2 separate regions of the Zea mays genome follow, and region 2 is linked to region 1. The links are chromatin contacts, called in public Hi-C maps. All regions are on one chromosome and are shown on one strand. Each heading gives the region's core, a stretch centred on a gene start, on an enhancer-like site or on the middle of the called end of the contact. The rest is flanking DNA. Distances are from core to core; before and after follow the strand shown.

Region 1 (4,826 bases), core at 636-3,135:
AATGCATCACAATCAGCAAAGCATAATGGAAGGTCTAACCTAGCAATCAAACGACATAACTGAACACGAGCAACTTCAGCACTATATTCCCAACGAAAAACACTACCATCAGCATTGTATCTAAGCATGGACTGGTTACCAGTGCGGCCATGGAGCCGTTTGCATTTTTCCCTGTGCCGAGCCAAATGGCCAGTGCCAATGGTAGAACGTGCAGCAAGTTCTTTCTTGCAGAAATGACATCTAGCTCCTACTCTTACCTCCACTCCATTTTCAGTGGCGAAAATCTTATCCATGTCCTCCCAGACATCGGATGTGCATTTTCTCTTCCTACCCGTGCTTGCCGTAGTGGAGGCAGTCGCAGTAGCAGCACCACTGCCATCTGGGGGAGCCTCGCCCTCGGCAGCGACATTGTCGTCGCCGAGGTTGATGGTAGGGGTAGGGGTAGGGGCAGTGGAACCAAAGAGATCCTCCAGACCATCGTGCACGTCGTCCACATCGTCTGGGACTTGACCCATCAACACCAGTTCATGGTTAATGGAGGTCGGATCGTATCGACGATCCATCGCCGGCACCAGGTCCCTCATGGCCTGCGATTAGATCAGGACAGAGGGGATTAGGAGAGTAGAGCTGATAGAGACAGAGGTGATTAGGGTTTAGGGTTTGCAGATCATACCTTGGCCGAAGGCCGGAGCACCAGTTCCGTCGGCGATTACCAAGAACAATGTTTAGGGAGTAGATCCAGAGACGGAGGAGACACCAATGCACCGACGACGGCAGATCCAGGGACACAGAGCCAGATAGAAGAACAGAGAGACTAAATGAGCACAAACACACGGTATAGATGGCCAAACAGGCAGCCGGCTGTGACCCAGTCCACCGGAGAGCGGAGAGGTGGAGGGATTTACCTTACCAGATCAGATCCAGAGACGGAGGAGAGGAGAACCAGTCCACCGGAGATGGAGAGGACAGAGGAGAGGCAGATCCGCAGATCCAGTCCACCGGAGTCCGGAGAAGAGGAGGGGGAAGCACCGGAGCAGATCCAGTCCACCGGCGCTCGCGCGAGGTCGATTGAGCACGGAGGAGCCAGGATGCCGACGACGTGCCGAGGACGGAGGATCCAGGAAGCACGGCGGCCGACGGCCGACGCATCGACGTCGACGGAGTTGGGTGCCTCCGCGCCTGGGCGAGGAGATCTGGGCGAGGGAGACGAGGGAGGGGAACGGGCGACGGGGCGAGGGAGACGAGGGGAGGGGACCTGACCTGGGTGTGCGGCTGTGTGCGTGTGCGGTGTGACTGGGTGGGGGGCGGGCGCGGGGGGTTTACCGTGGAGTCGGGCCGGCCGTGCTTACCGTTTAAACGGGCCGTGCCGGGCCGGCACGGCGTGCCTGGATCACGGCCCAAGCCCGACACGGGCATAGTGCCGGGCTAGCACGGGCCCGTTTAGCATCGGGCCGGGTCGGGCTTAGGCACGACTTACCGGGCCGTGCCTCGGGCCGGCCCGCTTGACCCGGCCCATCTGGCCATCTATAGTTGTCTTCTTCTTAAGGGCACGTTCGTTTCTACACGATTACACCAAGAATTATTCCTGTTGATCAAAACTTATACAAATTAGAGAAGCAATCCGGGCCGGAACAGTTCCGGTCTTCTATTCCCTGTCAACCGAACGTACTCTAATTAGGCTCAGGGCCGGGAACGTTCATGTTTCAGTATGTTAGATTAGATCAAGAAAATGGAGGGTCAACAATATGTGAACACCATCGCAGTACACGTACGTTGATGTTGTCCCCCAGCTAGCTAGAGTTTCTTGTCCTGTAGCTTAGCTCCAGCATCTCTTGAGTTTCTTGTCCTTGTACTACCGAATTCTATGACGCCAATGATGAGGTATCAGCACACGGTACGGTCAAAAGTCCCGTCATCTGATCTAGAAGGCTGGCTAGCCCGCAGCCAGCTAACTAATCTAGCTAGCTAGCTAGCTAAATTATCTATCCAGTTTGCCCCGTTTTTCTTCTCCTGAAGACTGAGCGTGAGAGCAGCATCGACGAGTAGTAGTGACTCTCTCTCTCTCTCGCTCATGTCAACTCTAGCATTGAGTACTCAAATTAGAGAAAGTAAATTTGATTTAGGACTTAAAAAAGGTTTTTTTTCTCAGATACAGTAGAAACTAATGAGCATCTCTTTCCCCGGCTCGCCGACACGGCCGAAAGCAGCGGGAAGCATCGGTACGACCGGGTCCGTAGCCACAGGTTCTGCCAGAATCTTGGAGGCACTGCACCAACCCGACGCGGCGACGACAACGACTCCACCCTGCCCGGCTGGCTGGCTGGCTGGCTTGTTGGACTTCCGCGTCCCGGGCGGGGACCCCGCGTCGCGTGCGCACTCAGCGGCTACTCACTCGGCTATTTCAGGCAGGGGCGCGGCGTGGCGCACGTTTTCCTATCCTGGCTTCGCGTCGCGGGCGCGGCAGCGGGGAGAGCCCGGGGCGGGTTCAGACGCACGCACAAGTCTCCCGGATTCGTGGGAGGGGCAGCCAAGCCCAAGCTCGGTTCGCCATCCGCTGCTTTGAGCCTTTGACCCAGTCACCTCCCTTCATCCAAGTGAAACTTTATTACAGGGTGATTGCACATAGCGGTTAGCGTTGGCACTCTGCACTATGTTATTGCCGACATGAAATTCAAATGCAGTTTTGACACGGCATAGTTCTTCGCTTCCGGAGAAACTACTCCCTCCGTTTCTTTTTATTAGTCGCTTGATAGTGCAAAATGCACTATCCAGCGACTAATAAAAAGAAACAGAGGGAATACGATACAACAACGGGTTTTTTCGCATCATGCATCGGTGGAGTATGTACTTGTTACTTAGAGCAATCCACACCATTAAAATCCTAGGTGGAGTTTGGAGAAAAAGAGGACACAGAGACATGCTTGGATCGGCCTCTAGCCGGATTCGGCTTCTGGTCATCAAAGTTTCGCTTCTAAGATCGTTTCTACTAGAATTGCTTCTACGTTCACGTTGTAGACTTGTCTTTCATGTATAAAAAAAGATAGAAGCTGGATTTCGTTAAACTGGATTCCCAGCAGGGACACCCATTTTTTTGTTCCTAAAACTAATTTCCTAGAAACCGTCTGTTGCTACCACGTTTTCACTCTCCGCTCTAATGCTTTGGGTTCTCAAACACTACTCCATGTGTTTGGTTGCCTGTATTTGATGGTGCTTGCAGCACGGGATGCAATGAACTAGTGTTTGGTTGTTGTCAACCAGGCTCTACGTATGCGAGGTGTGTGTTTGGTTACCTGCGTGCAGATGTGGAGTCAGACTCGCACGAAACTTAAAGCACCCTGAGTCAGGCTCTGCAGGCGCGGACAAATTGGTCGCATCTATGGAGCCAGGCTTCCGCCGGCCAGTCTCATGCAGCCAGGCTACGGGGAGAAGTCAACCAAACAGACCGACTGTGACTGTCCAGCACCCGTCCCTGTCCACACCACGTCTGTAGACCACATACCTTACTGTTTTGAAATAAATAATAATTATATAACAAAACACCGACAACTGGTTAGTAGTCTACTAAGTTGGTCTTCAATTAACACGGCTCAGCTATTGGCCAATTTTATCGGACTTGCTCGGCTGTCACTCGAGTTCATTGACTTGTACGAAAATGAAAGGGAAAGATGTCGACGTCTGTGTCGTCGGCTATCGCGCTATGCATGCTGCTGAACCGGTGCCGATTTCGGTTGTTTTCGTACTAGTACCAGCAAGTTGCTGTTTAGTTACCAAAAAATACCGCGGGATCAAATCTGCAATACAGCTCCAGTATCAAATTAAACCTTATTGTACTAATTTGCTCCACTTACCTGCAAGCAGAAACAGCTCCATACCTGTCCTAACTCCTAAGTCCCAGCAAGCACCTAATTTTGTAGAACGTTCGAAGGAAATTTCTAGCTTGGGCAGAGATAAAGTAGTTATTAGATCAAAAATGGAATAGGAAGATCTTTACCCAGTTAAAATATAAAAGGAATCTATTACTCTAATAAAAAATGGAATAGGAAGATCTTTTTCTAGCTTGGGCAGAGATAAATTTCTAGCTTGGGCACCTAATATTAAGAAATCTAGAGGGGTCGAAGCCGAGGGTTGTTTTCTGAGAAAGAAAGAAGGGAACCAACGTACATATTGAATGCCGTCATTAGGAGTTATGGATAGACACTACCACTTTATAATCTTTTCCCACGTTGTCTTTTTTTTCATCTTCAATTTGTTTTATCAGTTGCAACATGCTATTGGGACATGTTCCTATTATTGTTAATATAGGGGATTCAGATACGGTATAGCAAAAAATGATTGAAACAAATCCCGGTGTCGCCAAAAAAAAATGTGTCTCTCTTATCTACACAAATCTTTTTTGCAGAAACGTGCATGAGGCCGCACATTCTCGCGAAACGACAAAAGACAACAAACTCAACGTCTCCATCCGTGCGTATAGAACGGGATATGGTCGCTACGCTAAGCGCAAACTGCAACGGGTAATCGAAATTCTAATCGAATCTTCGGGATCTAAATATTCAGAAAAAAAAACTGCGAGTTGTTCGTGCGTAGACGCGTAAGTGTTTGTGTGTGTGTGTGTGTGTGTGCAGGGAGACTTTGCCTCGACGTGACCGAGCCGTACCCCTTCACTTGGATCGCTTTATTATATGATAATTAGGTAATGCAAATGGGTATTTAGAGTAGTTCAGACAGCCAAGGACTGGGAGTTTTGCAGCGCGCGAATCTTGCCAGTTGTTTAAGGGAAAGATCATGCGGATCTTTTACTTTAAACCTGTACTCTGGTTGGGCAC
Region 2 (4,826 bases), core at 684-3,183, 81 kb before region 1:
AGATAAAATGGGATGGTAAGTAGGTAACTAGCTAGGTGATCAATCTCTGCACCCATGTAGCAAAAAACCAGTGGAAATGGCTATCTTTGTGTGGGGGGACTCTTGGGGACTGCAAGCAACTCTCTTCGGAAGCAAAGGCAAGGAAGGACCTGATAACCTAACCATTAGCCTCAAATCCTTAAGGCTAATGGGAAAAAAGTTGACATAGATTAAGCTAATCCCATCAGAAGGGTGATTTGAATGCTTGATTTAGCTTCTTGACAATATCCTTTGCAGACAAGCAGAAGTCGTCACCAGCCTGCGAGAAAATCGCCAGATGAGTTAGCATCACGTGAGGAATGACTAAGTGTGTGTGCTGAAGAAGAAAGCAGCATGCATGGCAGACAGAGAGAGAGTGGCTGATCGAGCTGACTCACCATGGCCATGATGGTGATGTCGAGGGAGGAGGCGGTGAAGGGGAGCACATTGGTGTTCATGACGGAGAGGCCGAGGCGCTCCACCTCGGAGAGGGCGGCGATGAGCACCCCCTTGCGGTTGTCGCAGTGGACCCTCACCAGCACCGTGCGGCCCGACAGCCGGGCCTCGATCTCCGGCAGAAGCGTGGCGGAGGCCTCGGCGCCCACGGAGTTGTCGTCGCAGGAGGAGCCCTCGTCGTCGTCGGCGGACAGCTGCGACTTCTTGACCAGCACCGCCGCCTCCACCGGGCGCCTCCGGGCGTCATCCTCCAGCCCCTTCACCTGGTCCTGCAGCTGCTTCACGTACTTGATCGCGTCGCCGAGCACGGATGCCTTGTCCATCTGCGAAACCAGTTACAATTAGCTAGTTGGTTGACGGGAACTGGGCGGCTGGCTGGTGGTCGGTGCTCGGGGCATGTCGCCATGGATTTTGGACACTCGTGTCGATTCGTACTCGTACCTTCTTGAGGCCCGGGACGATCTTGGAGAGCGCGATGAAGCGCTGGCTGAGCTTCTCGCGGCGCTTCCGCTCGGCCAAGATGTGGTCCTGGTTCTGTGAGGCCGGGCGTGCGGCGGCCGCCGGCGACCTGGCGGCCTCGGCCATCATGTCGTCGTAGGAGCGCTTGGGCGCCGGGCGCGCCTGCTGGAACGACGGCAGCGCGGCGGCGGCGGCGTCGAGCAGCTCCTGCTTGGGCGCCTTGGCGTGGTGGCCGGCGAAGGAGAGGATGGTCGGCGAGGAGTAGTCGTCGGGGGAGCCCTGCTCCGTGACGCACGAGTCCCAGCTGGCGTTGCCCCTGGCCGCCTTGCGCGGGCGGTGGTCGGCCGCCGGCGCGGGTACTCGCTGCAGCGGCGGCGGCGTCGCCACGCCGTGGTCCAGGTCCAGGTCGAGGTCGAGGTCCAGACCCCCGTGGCCGCCGAACGCGACCGCGATCTGCTGCTCCGTGTACTGCTCCAGCAGCGCGTCCGACTGCCACTGGTGGAAGAAGCTCGGCTCGTCCACCACCTGCGCGCGGCGGCAGGCAAGAAAAAGGGCACATTCAGCGGCGGGCGGGCCGTGGAATGGGACGGCAGGTGAAAGCGCGGTAACGGACGGACTCACCATGTTGGAGAACCACTGCGTTGCCATCTGCAGGTTGATTTGATTGGTGAGGACTGGGAATTGGACGTCTTGCTTGCTTCCAATTCCAAACCAAAATCCAAATGGACTGCTAGCGCTCGATGCTGCTGCTAGCTGCTTGGAAGCTCAACAAGTCCTGCACAGCATCAACAGACCCGGCCGGGGGGTGTCAGAGAGGAGATCACCGCATTGTGCAGGCGATGTGCGATGTCCAAAACCAGCTGTACTGCTGCTCCATACTACATAACATAGCTGGAGTGGCTCAGGATGCAAGGTAGGAAGAGCGCGACCAACGGACCTGTGGAGATCGGAGCTCGGGTTCGTTCGCAATGGCCACCAATGGAGATGTGAGTGAGAGTGGTGGGATGGACATGATGCCGCATCGATCGCCTTGTTTATATAAACTCTGCTCGGGCGGGGGGTGTTGCGTGTGAATGTGCAAGTGGTGGCGTCCGTCTTATTGATCTCTACTCCTACTTGTGTGAACGAACCGTAGTTTATTATTGAATTCATTTTGTATTGTGCAGCATATATCCTGCAGGCATGTAGATGTAGGAGGTGGTGTTTACTTTGATCCTCCTCCACTCATATCCCGACAGACGGCAACTTCTTACTAGCTCAGCCTGGATCGTTTAGTCCGGGGATAAACAATCGCCCGACGAACGATCGTCATTAGCTAGGGAGGCAACACACACACCAGTGGTCTGTGCAATTTTTACTTTTTATTTTTTGGGGAAATGATTTGTGCATATTAATGCGCTGGATATGTATTTTGTTGCCACTGCAGCCTTGTGGCTTGCCAGTGTAAAGAATAAAGATGCCATGGTGGACTATGACCTGGTGACCGATCTAACGGTGGATTAATCAAGAGATTTGCCCACAGATTATCTACAGGACTCGCAGGGCCGGCCTGGGGTGGACTCCCAACCGCACCTAGGTGCGTCGCCCGTTGGGCCGTTTCGTGGGAAGGAGAGAGAGAGCTGCGCGCGGATTTTAAAGGAGCAGTGGTTGGAGCAAAGTATGATGTGGCTCCAAACTCTTGATCAAGGGTTAATTACATGGACAGCTGAGCTAGGAGGAGAGGGGGGGGGACTACCAAGGATCTCTGCTAGTCTGGTGAATTGAGAGAGGGATTACTACTCGTTACCACGTGCATGTCTGGTCAATTGAGTCTCGTGTTTTAATTAAGCACTTTTGAGGGGAATAATAGGGTTCTTCCCACATCTTTGACTAGATTGTGCGGGGGGGGGGGGGGGGGGGGGGGGGGGCGGCGGCAAAAACAAGGATCTCTGGTTTTGTTTTGGCGAAAGAAACTACCTACACTCAACAACAATAATATCCATTTTCCGCCAAAGAAACTACCTACACTTCTTGGCGGTTTTGTTTTTGGCCCTCAAGAAAACTTTTACCACTCAAGGTAATATTCGGGGGTTGTGATAGTGTGTGTGGTGCAGCTTAACTAACTTGATTTAAACTAAATCCTGTATTTTATTTGGGTCTTTGTTAGATGCATGGTTCAAACAAACCATTCATCCATGTGAATCAATATGTGTGATTCTACATATGACATGTGTGTATATATTCAATTCATTTGTAACTTGGGGTTGCAGTGTGTATTGTGTAGAATAACATGTACACAATTACTTAATTATTAGGCTATCTTCAGCAAATCTCCTATCTCATCTCCTGTTATATCCCGTATTTCAAACTTCTCTCTTCAAACAGTGTTATCTGTAGTTTTATATCTCTTATTTTACATACTCTGCTGGAGTGCTGGAGACAGTCTTAAATTGCGGAGCACAAATAAATCAGATTATTTAGGCTAAACAAACAAATTGTTATTGCCTAAATGCGACAGAGCCTCTTGACGACTGATGGAGCTGTAGCTACTTGCGTTGCCGCAAACTGTTGCCCTTTAGCTTTATATATCTGTGACCAGACCAGAGCATGCATGCAGCAGCAATGTAGTAGTGCCACTTATTATCCTGATAAGAAAGCCCTATAGTTTTCATGAAGGATACCCATGCTTCCCTGCATCTCTGACCCGCAGATCCAACGAACTCGCTTCAATATAACTGCTCCAATGCAAAGATAAAACAACCGATCGAAGAAGGTACAAGAGACCATACTCGCATTATTGCATGTGACGACGAGTCGTCGTCGCCTCCCTCCCACACGGCCTTCACCTAGCAAGTCACCTTTACCTTTACCTTTGAGGCTACGACCCATCAATGGACTACTGTTCTTCGGGCTTCATTTGGCACTACTGCCTTGTCGTCTGTTCCTGCTCCTTTCAAGTTCAAGGCACATGCATGCATGCGCGCAACGATGGATATGAACTGCGCGGGCCGGGCATTATTGGGGATTTGGGATCCAGCTATAAATAATAAACAAAGTATTAAAAACAAACCACCCAGATCGATCGCCAGCCAGCTAGCTTCTGTGCAAGCAGCTGGTTGGCCCCTCCTGCACAGACCAAGATATATAGATGGGATCTGCTACGCCTTGTTTGTCTTTATTTCCCTAACGTTCTGTTTAGATCATTCGAATTGAATATTATTCTAATAATAAGAATTTAGTTATATATCAATTAAGCTAATTCGATTTTATATAAAATATAGTTATATACTATTATTAGAAAGATGTCAGAGATATTAATGTGCTAAATTTTTACTATATATAAGTTAGACGAAAAGTGTCATGTAAGTTACATAGTAGAAACAAATTTTACCAATGCATAAAATAATTTTTCATTCTCCACCCCATAAATTTTAAATAGGCTTATATCTTAAATTTGGAAAGTGGTGGAATGTCAAATTCCAAACTAAATAAGTTACTTTATTGAGTGGATTCTAATTCCTTTAAAATGAAGGGATCCAAACGCCTCGTAAACTAAAATCTATCAATAAAACCACCTCTTTTCTTCCATTACGAACGAGTCTGATCGTAGTAGGGGAAATAATAACGCTATAGATTTTACGCTCTAAAATTTTAAGATTAAATTGAATTAGAATCAAATTCTATTATAAATATTTTAAACAAAAATTAACTAAAGACTCTAACTTAATGTGAATGAACATTTGGATCGTGATCCATTAGCACGTCCCGGTCTTAGACATGACTTATATACAGATATAGGGAGTAAAACTTATCACTCTATGTACATTTGCCACTAGTTTTACATATTTCCTTATTATGAAAGCAGCAGGGAAAACTGCTCCCAGGAACGTCCACGTCACCCGAATTATTTTGGC

What was found. A called contact is a pair of places that touch in the nucleus more often than the background predicts.
Region 2: a Hi-C map of tassel shows a contact between it and region 1, with 2.9 times the contacts expected there. The contact joins the promoter of LOC100281729 here to the enhancer-like site in region 1. A contact is called at or near these places in 2 of 25 Hi-C or Micro-C datasets (leaf and tassel).

Annotation. Positions count from the first base shown.
Region 1 is chr5:10,052,865-10,057,690 of Zm-B73-REFERENCE-NAM-5.0, reverse strand. No RefSeq gene overlaps it. Among protein-coding and RNA genes, the nearest start is that of LOC100381303, 53 kb to the right of the region's middle. Within about 2 kb of position 1,885, at least 19 of the 20 cell types and tissues checked have an H3K27ac peak or open chromatin away from gene starts, as enhancers often do. A contact at or near this core is called in leaf and tassel, where this site is marked.
Region 2 is chr5:10,133,508-10,138,333 of Zm-B73-REFERENCE-NAM-5.0, reverse strand. LOC100281729 (symbiotic ammonium transporter) reads right to left here and starts at 1,933. Exons shown (of 5, transcript NM_001353171.1): 1 at 1,871-1,933; 2 at 1,555-1,708; 3 at 916-1,458; 4 at 417-797; 5 at 1-298. The coding sequence starts at 1,581. The coding sequence ends at 224.